Linked DNA regions of Rattus norvegicus: regions 1 and 3 are each linked to region 2. Evidence: chromatin contacts called from public Hi-C data. All regions are on one chromosome and are shown on one strand. The core of a region is the stretch at or near the end of the contact, and the rest is flanking DNA. Distances in the headings are between cores, read along the strand shown.

Region 1 (2,712 bases), core at 96-2,595, 160 kb before region 2:
GCTCCCCCTGCTTCTATGAGGGTGTTCCCTACTCTCCCCCTCCCCTGCCCACTCCCTCCTGCCTCCCCGCCCTGACATTCCCCTACACTGGGGGCATCAAGCCTTGGCAGGAGCAAGGGCTTCTCCTCCCATTGGTGCCCAACAAGGCCATCCTCTGCTACATATGCACCTAGAGCCATGGGTGTCTCCATGTGTACTCTTTGAGTAGTGGTTTAGTCCCTGGGAGCTCTGGTTGGTTGATATTGTTGTTCTTATGGGGTTGTAAGTCCCTTCAACTCCTTCAGTCCTTTCTCTAATTCCTCCAATGGGGACCCTGTTCCCAGTTCAATGGTTGGCTGAGAGCTTCGCTTCTTTTAGCAGCCGTCCTGATTTTATAAAGTATGAAGGTTACCAACCCATTCCTACCCAAATTTCCCGGTTACCCAGTAGGATGTCCTAGGGACCCAGATGTTGCTAACAAAACTGTGACACATCTGGATAAGGCCAAGGCTTCAGGTTGTACTAGACCCTGACAATCATGCTGGGAGGTCGTTGAGTGCGCAGGCACCAAGGGCCTGCTGGGAAGACTGGGGGCTATTAGTGCTTTCGATTTAGCTCCATTGTCAAGATGAAGCTAAAGAACATCAGAAATAAGGCATTTATCACTAGTAGTTGGTCAGGGCCAGGCTCTTTGTCACAGAAGTAGCTGTTAATTGGGCTTCATATACCAAAGTGCACCAACCCTAACCTCATTTCCATATCTAGATTTAGTTTTTGCTGCTTTCTGGGCCCTGAGAAAGAGATTTCCTGTCGCTCTATAGTTTTCCTACCCTTTGTTCTTTGTGTTATACAGTCTTTTTCCTTTCTTTTAAAATATTACTCTAAATAAGCTTTCTTGTGCACTGTAGTTAGTAGCCAGTTGTAAGCCCCGTGACAAATATTTACCGTTAAATTCTGTTAGAAAACAGGGCTCTCTCATTCCTGATGTTTATGTATGAGCTTGATTTGCATACAAGTCCTGGTTATTCTCATGAGAGGAGCACTGTAATCCTATTGACCTACTTGGGACCGGAATGTCTGTTTATGTGTGCCTGGTACAGATATCACATATCCTGCTTATTATTTTGCCCGTTCTGTTTTGCAAGTTATCATGGACGTTGATTTTTTAATCCAGTAAGAACAGCGTGCTATGCAAAAGCATGTTAGGGTACAAGGCCAAGTTCAGCTGTCAACTTTTAAACAAATGTTTAAGTTGATTTTCTGCAGCAAACCTTCATTACTTGACGTGTGGGGGAGTTGAACGTCCATCTGGGTATGAGTTAGAATAGAAGCCTGCTTACTGCCTGTGAGTCAGGCATGGACTGCGCTGTGGGTTGTGCCACCAGCTGGCCTGCTGCATGACACAGAATTGTCTCCGCAAGCCACAAATTACATCTGTCTATCCCTCTATTTGTTAGACAATCTGGCACCGGGGACAGCTGAGAAGAAAGACTTTAAAACAGCTCCCTTGATTGATGTGTGTAGAGCCATCTCTAAATCCAAGTAAAAAGTTAAGTGCTATCAAGAACACGTAAATCAAGCGTGACCCTCTTTGAGCCCTGACAGGGTCTGACTAAGGCCACGTGACACCCACATGTGCAAGCTACAACTGACTTACGTTCAACGGTAGAACCAAAGCCTGCTTGCACCGAGCATTTAAATAGGTCACCTTCTAAACTTGGTTCAGCTGTGAGATGGAGTGCAAGGCCCAGTAGGTAAGCCATGACAGATTTCTGTCAGGAGGGTGAAGGATCAGTCACGAACGCAGAACGTGGGTGATGCCAAGGAGGCTGTTGGGAGATCATCTGTGACCAATGAGTGGGCACAATACATGGCGTACATATAAATAATACATGTTAGCTAAATGCCAATCACTTGAGCTTCACTTTGAGCAGAACCCAGTGCTGGGCCTTCAGGAGTTATAACAACAACTTTCTATGCCTATGAAAATTCTATCTGTAGAATGGCACCTGATGCATCGGGTAGAGCTTAAAACAAACAAAAATCCCAAAACGACCCGCAACTCTCACCGGCAACAACCAACACCAGCTCTGAAGAATTTTCTAGAAGAGTGCGAAGCGCAAGAAATCAACCACAAGCCTAAATATGTAAACTAGAAGTATGCGCGAAAAACAAGAAAGTGGTCCAGGAGCCACTGGGCTCCCTGACTTCCTGTCACCATGGCCATTTCCCCAGACTCTGCTGCTGCCACTCACCACAATGAATGAACCCCTAAAGCAACACTTTGTTTTGCTTTTGCATGAAGAATCTTTCTGGCTCACCCTGGTCACGTGATCATGTGATATGCTTTAGTTCCCAAGGAAGTAGAAACTGGAAGCCTCAGCATCATTAACGAGAGACAGGGTCTTGATGCCAAAGCAGGTCTTGAAAATGGAAGGGCGAAGGGTCTGGAGATTAGTAGCGAAGAAAATGTGTGTGTGTGTGTGTGTGTGTGTGTGTGTGTGTGTGTGTGTGTATGCATGTGTGTGCACATGCACACACACACAGTATAGCAGTGGTGAGTGTCTGCATTGGAAACTAGATTTTTGTTTGCTTATTTACACATAATTAAAGACTTGTTTCTGCTTTTTTCTAATTTGTTGTTGTTGTTGTTGTTGTTGTTGTTGTTGTTGTTGTTGTTGGAGATTGAACCCAGAAGTGGCAAGTGTCCCACTCCTGAGCTGATCTAATGAG
Region 2 (2,700 bases), core at 122-2,621:
CCTGCCTCAACTTCCATCAATACAGCCCACAATTAAAGAAATCACCTTGTTCATATTATGTCCGTGAACATTGTTAGTTCTCTCTACTAGAAGGAAATCGACCTTGACTGTCTCATTCACTAATGTTTTTCTGGCATCCACAACAGTGCCTTTCATTGGGCAGGTGAGCAGTATTTGTTTAATATATAAATTTAAAAAGAATGAATGTGTTGGTTTGGGGAATGATTGTAAATAGGATTGGTAGGATAAATTGCCAAAATGCATGCTAAGCAATTGACAATTATGAAATATTAATAAACTCTGAAAAATGTTTAGGATGTTCCCCATCCTGCAGTATCAGATGTTTATCCATGATTTAACAGTGTAAAAATAAACAGGCCCATTCATCTCATTAACATGAAAATTGCTTTCATTTTTAAATAAATGATAAAATTAGACATACTCCAAAAGCTGCTTTAAAGGAAGTGTACCAGGAAATGACTGGTGTTTGTGCCTATTTTATATATCAACAAACCCAAGTTGCATGCAAATTCTTTGGGCTGGGTTGGCAAGATGGCTCAGGAGGTGTAGTGGCTGTTCCTAGTTGTCAACTTGGCTATATCTGGAATGAACTACAATCTAGAATTGGAAGGCTCAACTGTGATCTTGATCTTGAGGCTGGGAGATACAAGTTTCTGGCCTGGATCTTGGGATGGAGAAGCATATGAATCCCAGAAGACTAAGGCAAGGAGATCTCTGAGTTTAAGGTCATCTGAGACAAAGCAAGTCCCAGATCCAGACATGGTGGTACACACCTTTAATCTGGGACACACCTTCTACTGGAGACCTACATAAGGACATTGGAAGACGGAAGATTGCCTGCCTTGTGGTACTGAGCAACTGCTAGATCCTTGGACTTCCATTCACAGCTGCTGCTGACCATTGTTGGGGCTACAGACTGTAAGTCATCAACCAATTCCCTTGCTATATAAAGACTACCCATATGTTCTGTGACTCTAAAGAACCCTGACTAAGACAGGGGTAAAGATGCTTATCACCAAGCCTGGTGACCTAAGTTTGATCCCCAGAATGGACAAGGTGAGAGGAGATAAATACCTAAAGATTTTCTTCTTATCTCTAGCCATGGTAGACACACACACACACACACACACACACACACACACACACACACACACACAAAGAGTAATTCTAAGGTGGTAACACTGTTCGTTTAGTGCTCCCAACACCATGCATTCTTATTTTTTTGAATCTCAGGGTAGTTCCAAAGGCTGTGTCAGAAAAGACTGATCAGCTTGAGTACTGGCCTCTCACATATCCTTCCCTGCCTTATGGGGCTAAAGTCATCTAAGGAAAGGAATGAGCTCACAGACTGAGGCTCTCCAAGCTCCCCACTGCTCCCGCCCAGATTTAGCAAGGCACCACCTCTGCTTGGCGACAGAGAAGCTGCCTCTCTAATTTCCCAATATCCATGCTTCTTTGCCAAGATAATCTTTCCCAGACAGGGATATTCAGGAGGAATAGAAGTCTCCAGAAATGGGGAGGGGTGGGCATGTGTTGGGGAATCACATAGAAAAGGCCCTGGCAGCACTTGTAGATGATTCAGTGCTTGGCTGGGGACCAGCGGCTGACAAGCATCTGAGAAGATCAACAGCTTGTGAGCTGAGTATTTGCCCACAGCATCGCCAAAGCCGACATATGTGGAAGAATGCTCCTTGAAAGAATAAAGCGATTTATCTTCCAACTTGTTAACCAGCAAATTCTCTCTCCAAAGTCACCAGCACTACAAAACTTTTCCCACTTGGAGAAAAGGGGAGAAGGGCTACTAGACAGAGCTCAGTTTTGAAAAGGGAGGGTGGTTTGTGTCTCTAAATTCTGTGCAACTGAAAAACCAGAACTGTTAATGGTCTCTGGAAAGCTTCGGAAAGAATGAGAGCTGTGCGCACACCCGTGTGTGTGTGTGTGTGTGTGTGTGTGTGTGTGTGTGTGTGTGTGTGTGTGTGTAGGGGGGCTGTGAATGTCTCTGCAGGTGGGAGTCAGACACAATCTCAGGTATTTCTTCCTGAAATCTCTCACAGGCCTGAAACTCTCCAGTCCAGTAAACTGGTTGGCTGGCAAACTTCTGGGATCCACCTGTCTTGGCCTGCCAAACCCTTGGATTTAAAAATGTTCGGACATGTCCAGCTTTTTTTTTTTAAGATTTATTTATTTATTATATATAAGTACACTGTAGCTGTCTTCAGACACACCAGAAGAGGGCACTAGATCTCATTACAGATGGTTGTGAGCCGCCATGTGGTTGCTAGAATTTGAACACAGGACCTCTGGAAGAGCAATCAGTGCTCTTAACCACTGAGCCATCTCTCAAGCCCACACCCAGCTTTTTAAACATGGGGTCTGGGTATCAAATTGGTGTCTATGTTTGTTAGGCAAGCACCCAGCTGACTGAGCTATTTCCCAAGCCCAGAGACATGTTCTGACCTCAGACTTCGACCTTCAGACCACCAGCATGCTGACAAGCTGATGGCTATCGCTGTGTTATCCTCGGTAAGAAGTAACCAGAGGGATAGGGATTTTCTGATTGCGTAGAAGCATGCACCTCACAAAATACCCCTTTTCCCTGCCTAAAGCCAGAGATGTTTCTATACTTTCTTCTAGAACAGCTTTCACACCGTGTTATATCTTACCTCACATCCCCCACCC
Region 3 (2,700 bases), core at 41-2,540, 150 kb after region 2:
TACATTTTTCCTCTCTCAAATTCACACTCATGACCAAAGACAAGGTAAAATAATATAGAATGTTTTAAAATACCGTTTTCATATACTTAGAGCCCTGGAGGTTATTATTATTCATGATGCTGCATCTGGAGAACCCAGGGCAAAAACTAGATGCTATTACATCTGTGTGTTAATGCAGCTGGCTGTGGTGCACGGAGCCTTAAGCGTATTGTTGATCCCTCTTCCTTGGTATTCATTCCATCTGACAAGAGACTGTGTTCTTCCATTTTCTAAGGGTTTGAAACCAGGACTTCACAGTCATGTTAGGTGAGCAAAGGACACACAAAGGATAAACACGCAGCACTGCCGAAAAGAGTAGAGGATCCTGCTTTAATAATTAGCTACCTTCTTCCAGTCGCAGTTAGCAATTTGTATCGATGACGATGTAGATATAAGGTAGCGCTTAAGAGGTATAGATTCAAGTACAGCTTAAGAGTGAAACTTTTCACAAGCCAGCACTCGCTGGAAACCCACATGGAAGAAAGCTCCGTAGGTTTCAAATAAAAAGAAAAAAAGAAGAAGGAGAAGAAGAAGAAGGAGAAGAAGAAGAAGAAGAAGAAGAAGAAGAAGAAGAAGAAGAAGAAGAAGAAGAAGAAGAAGAAGAAGAAGAAGAAGAAGAAGAAGAAGAAACACAGGCAGAAGGAAGAAAGAAGGCGGGAGAAGAGGAAGAAAGAACTAAGAAAAGAGAGAGTCTAGGGCCTCAGCCCGGAGGTAGCAACAAGCCCTGGATACCTCACACCAAAGGCCAAATGGCAGCAAAGAAAACAAGTCTAAAGTTTAAAACCATCCACAGTAAACTCTCCCTTCAGCAGCAAAAAATGACCGATCAACCCATCCAAGCAAAGTCAGGTCCCTCCCCTGCCTTGCATTTCCCAGGTACAGGCTAAGCCTCGGGCGGCTACAAGGAAACTTAAGTTTAAATTCCTTAGACTCAAGGGACGACAAAGTCACTGGTGAGCAGTGAGCTGAGCGCGGGACGCGCGGACACCCGGACCATCTAAGTCCTCCGGGGCGCGACACCAAGAAACTTGGGGAGTCCCTCGCCAGCCCTCTCGCGTCCCCAACCCGACCCAGGTAAGCAACCGGAGGCCACCTACGTGTCACTCGGACGGACCCTGGGGCGCACTGACCTGGCCAAAGGGCAGGAGAGCCGCCGGGGCGGCTGCGGCGACTTCCCTCCCGGGCTGGGTTCCACCGGCTGGTGCGGGAGGCCAGGGCAGCCTCGCCTCCTGCAGGCGGCCTCACACACGCGCGCACACCCACCCACTCCGGGCCCGCGGGCGCGCGCACTCACTGGCGCTCACGCGCACGGCTACAAAGCCGCGGGTGGTGGGACAGTGCAAGCCGATCGCGCCGCAGGGAGGCGGGACGGTCGCCACCCGCGGCGAGGGACACCCGGCTGCCCGTGCCTTTACCTGCAAGGTCCAGCTCTGCAGTTCCCGCAGCCCCCACCCAGGCCAGCCCAACCCAAGCCTCACCCCAGCACAACCCGGAGCCTACGGAGGGCAGCACTGTGCTGGAGGACAAGAGTCACAGTTCTCCGGGCGTCACTGCCGCCCAGTCCCAACTTCCCCGGCTCAAGGAGCAGGCAGGCGGCAGAAGAGGCACGGGTGCCAGCTTCCTTGCCTCTCCGCCTTCTGGCGCTTTCTGCCACATCCACAGAGCACGAGTCATGCCCGCACCCCCAAGCGCCTTTTCCTCCCAAGCCGCTCTTCTCTCCTTACCTGCGTGGCACCCACAGCGACACTGCCTCCGGTGGTCCCCTCCCCCAGTCATTCACAGAATTTCCCGCGCTGCTGCAGGTCGGGGAGGGGGGAGTGGTGAGGGGAGCCTAAGCTTTCCATTCAGTCCCTTCCCGGCGCTCTCTCTACCCGCCACATCAGACACACCCACCTCTGTCACCCCTGCCCCCTCCTGTGCTCACCTTAGAACCCGGCCTCTGGCAGAGCTTTAGTGGACTCCCTGCACCGTGCATTTTCATTTTGTTGCTTTTCCCTCCTCATTTGAAAAGCCCTGGAAACCATCACAGAACCTAGGAAAAACAAGAAAAGAAAAGGGGGGAGGGGCGCTTGGTGTATGGCCTCCTCCGAGTTGAGTTTCTTTAACTTTTTCAGACAACACGAAGTTTCAACCAGCACGGCCCTGTACTTCAGGTCATAGAAAAGAAATGGTTGACTTTGTGCTAAGAGGGTCTATGAATTCCCGCATCTCTGCAACTGCAAATCAAAGCGAGTGTGCCTTTGTGCCCCTAGAGCTATGATTATAAACTTCTCTTCCTCTAGGAGTGTAACTTTCCAAGGGCAAACTATGATTTTCAGAGGGTAATTAAGGGCGGGGAAGGCACACCTGGAGGTGTGGGCGGGAGCAGGACCTAAGAATCGTGTTCTGGAGAATACCAGCTCAGAAGCCTTAACATCAGTCAGTAGAAGATAGGGACACACAGAGAGGACCCTCCAGCCATGCCAGGTCACCCACCTGCTCCACTCCAGGCCCGCAGGGTTTCTGGAGTCATCAGAATTTTCTACTTCAATCCACTGCAAAGTCCTCCACCCATCAAAAGCAGATGCCTGGGAGGGAGTAAAAGCCTGAGGGGCATTTAGGGTTGTGGGACTACAGGACAGCAAGGGAATGAAAGGCAGGGAGGGAGTGGATCACCAACTC

Evidence for each region. A called contact is a pair of places that touch in the nucleus more often than the background predicts.
Region 1: a contact with region 2 is called in a Hi-C map of the Rat2 cell line, with 12 times the contacts expected there. The contact joins two enhancer-like sites. A contact is called at or near these places in 5 of 12 Hi-C or Micro-C datasets (the A7r5 cell line, the Rat2 cell line, Schwann cells and 2 more).
Region 3: a contact with region 2 is called in a Hi-C map of psoas muscle, with 1.8 times the contacts expected there. The contact joins the promoter of Lpar1 here to the enhancer-like site in region 2. A contact is called at or near these places in 4 of 12 Hi-C or Micro-C datasets (the A7r5 cell line, the Rat2 cell line, Schwann cells and 1 more).

Annotation. Positions count from the first base shown.
Region 1 is chr5:77,833,621-77,836,332 of GRCr8, forward strand. No RefSeq gene overlaps it. Among named protein-coding and RNA genes, the nearest start is that of Musk, 19 kb to the right of the region's middle. Within about 2 kb of position 1,346, at least 36 of the 93 cell types and tissues checked have an H3K27ac peak or open chromatin away from gene starts, as enhancers often do. A contact at or near this core is called in Schwann cells, where this site is marked.
Region 2 is chr5:77,991,745-77,994,444 of GRCr8, forward strand. No RefSeq gene overlaps it. Among named protein-coding and RNA genes, the nearest start is that of 4930522L14Rikl, 110 kb to the left of the region's middle. Within about 2 kb of position 1,372, at least 43 of the 93 cell types and tissues checked have an H3K27ac peak or open chromatin away from gene starts, as enhancers often do. A contact at or near this core is called in the A7r5 cell line and Schwann cells, where this site is marked.
Region 3 is chr5:78,140,898-78,143,597 of GRCr8, forward strand. It overlaps Lpar1 (lysophosphatidic acid receptor 1), which reads right to left and starts at 1,291. Exons shown (of 4, transcript NM_053936.4): 1 at 1,170-1,291.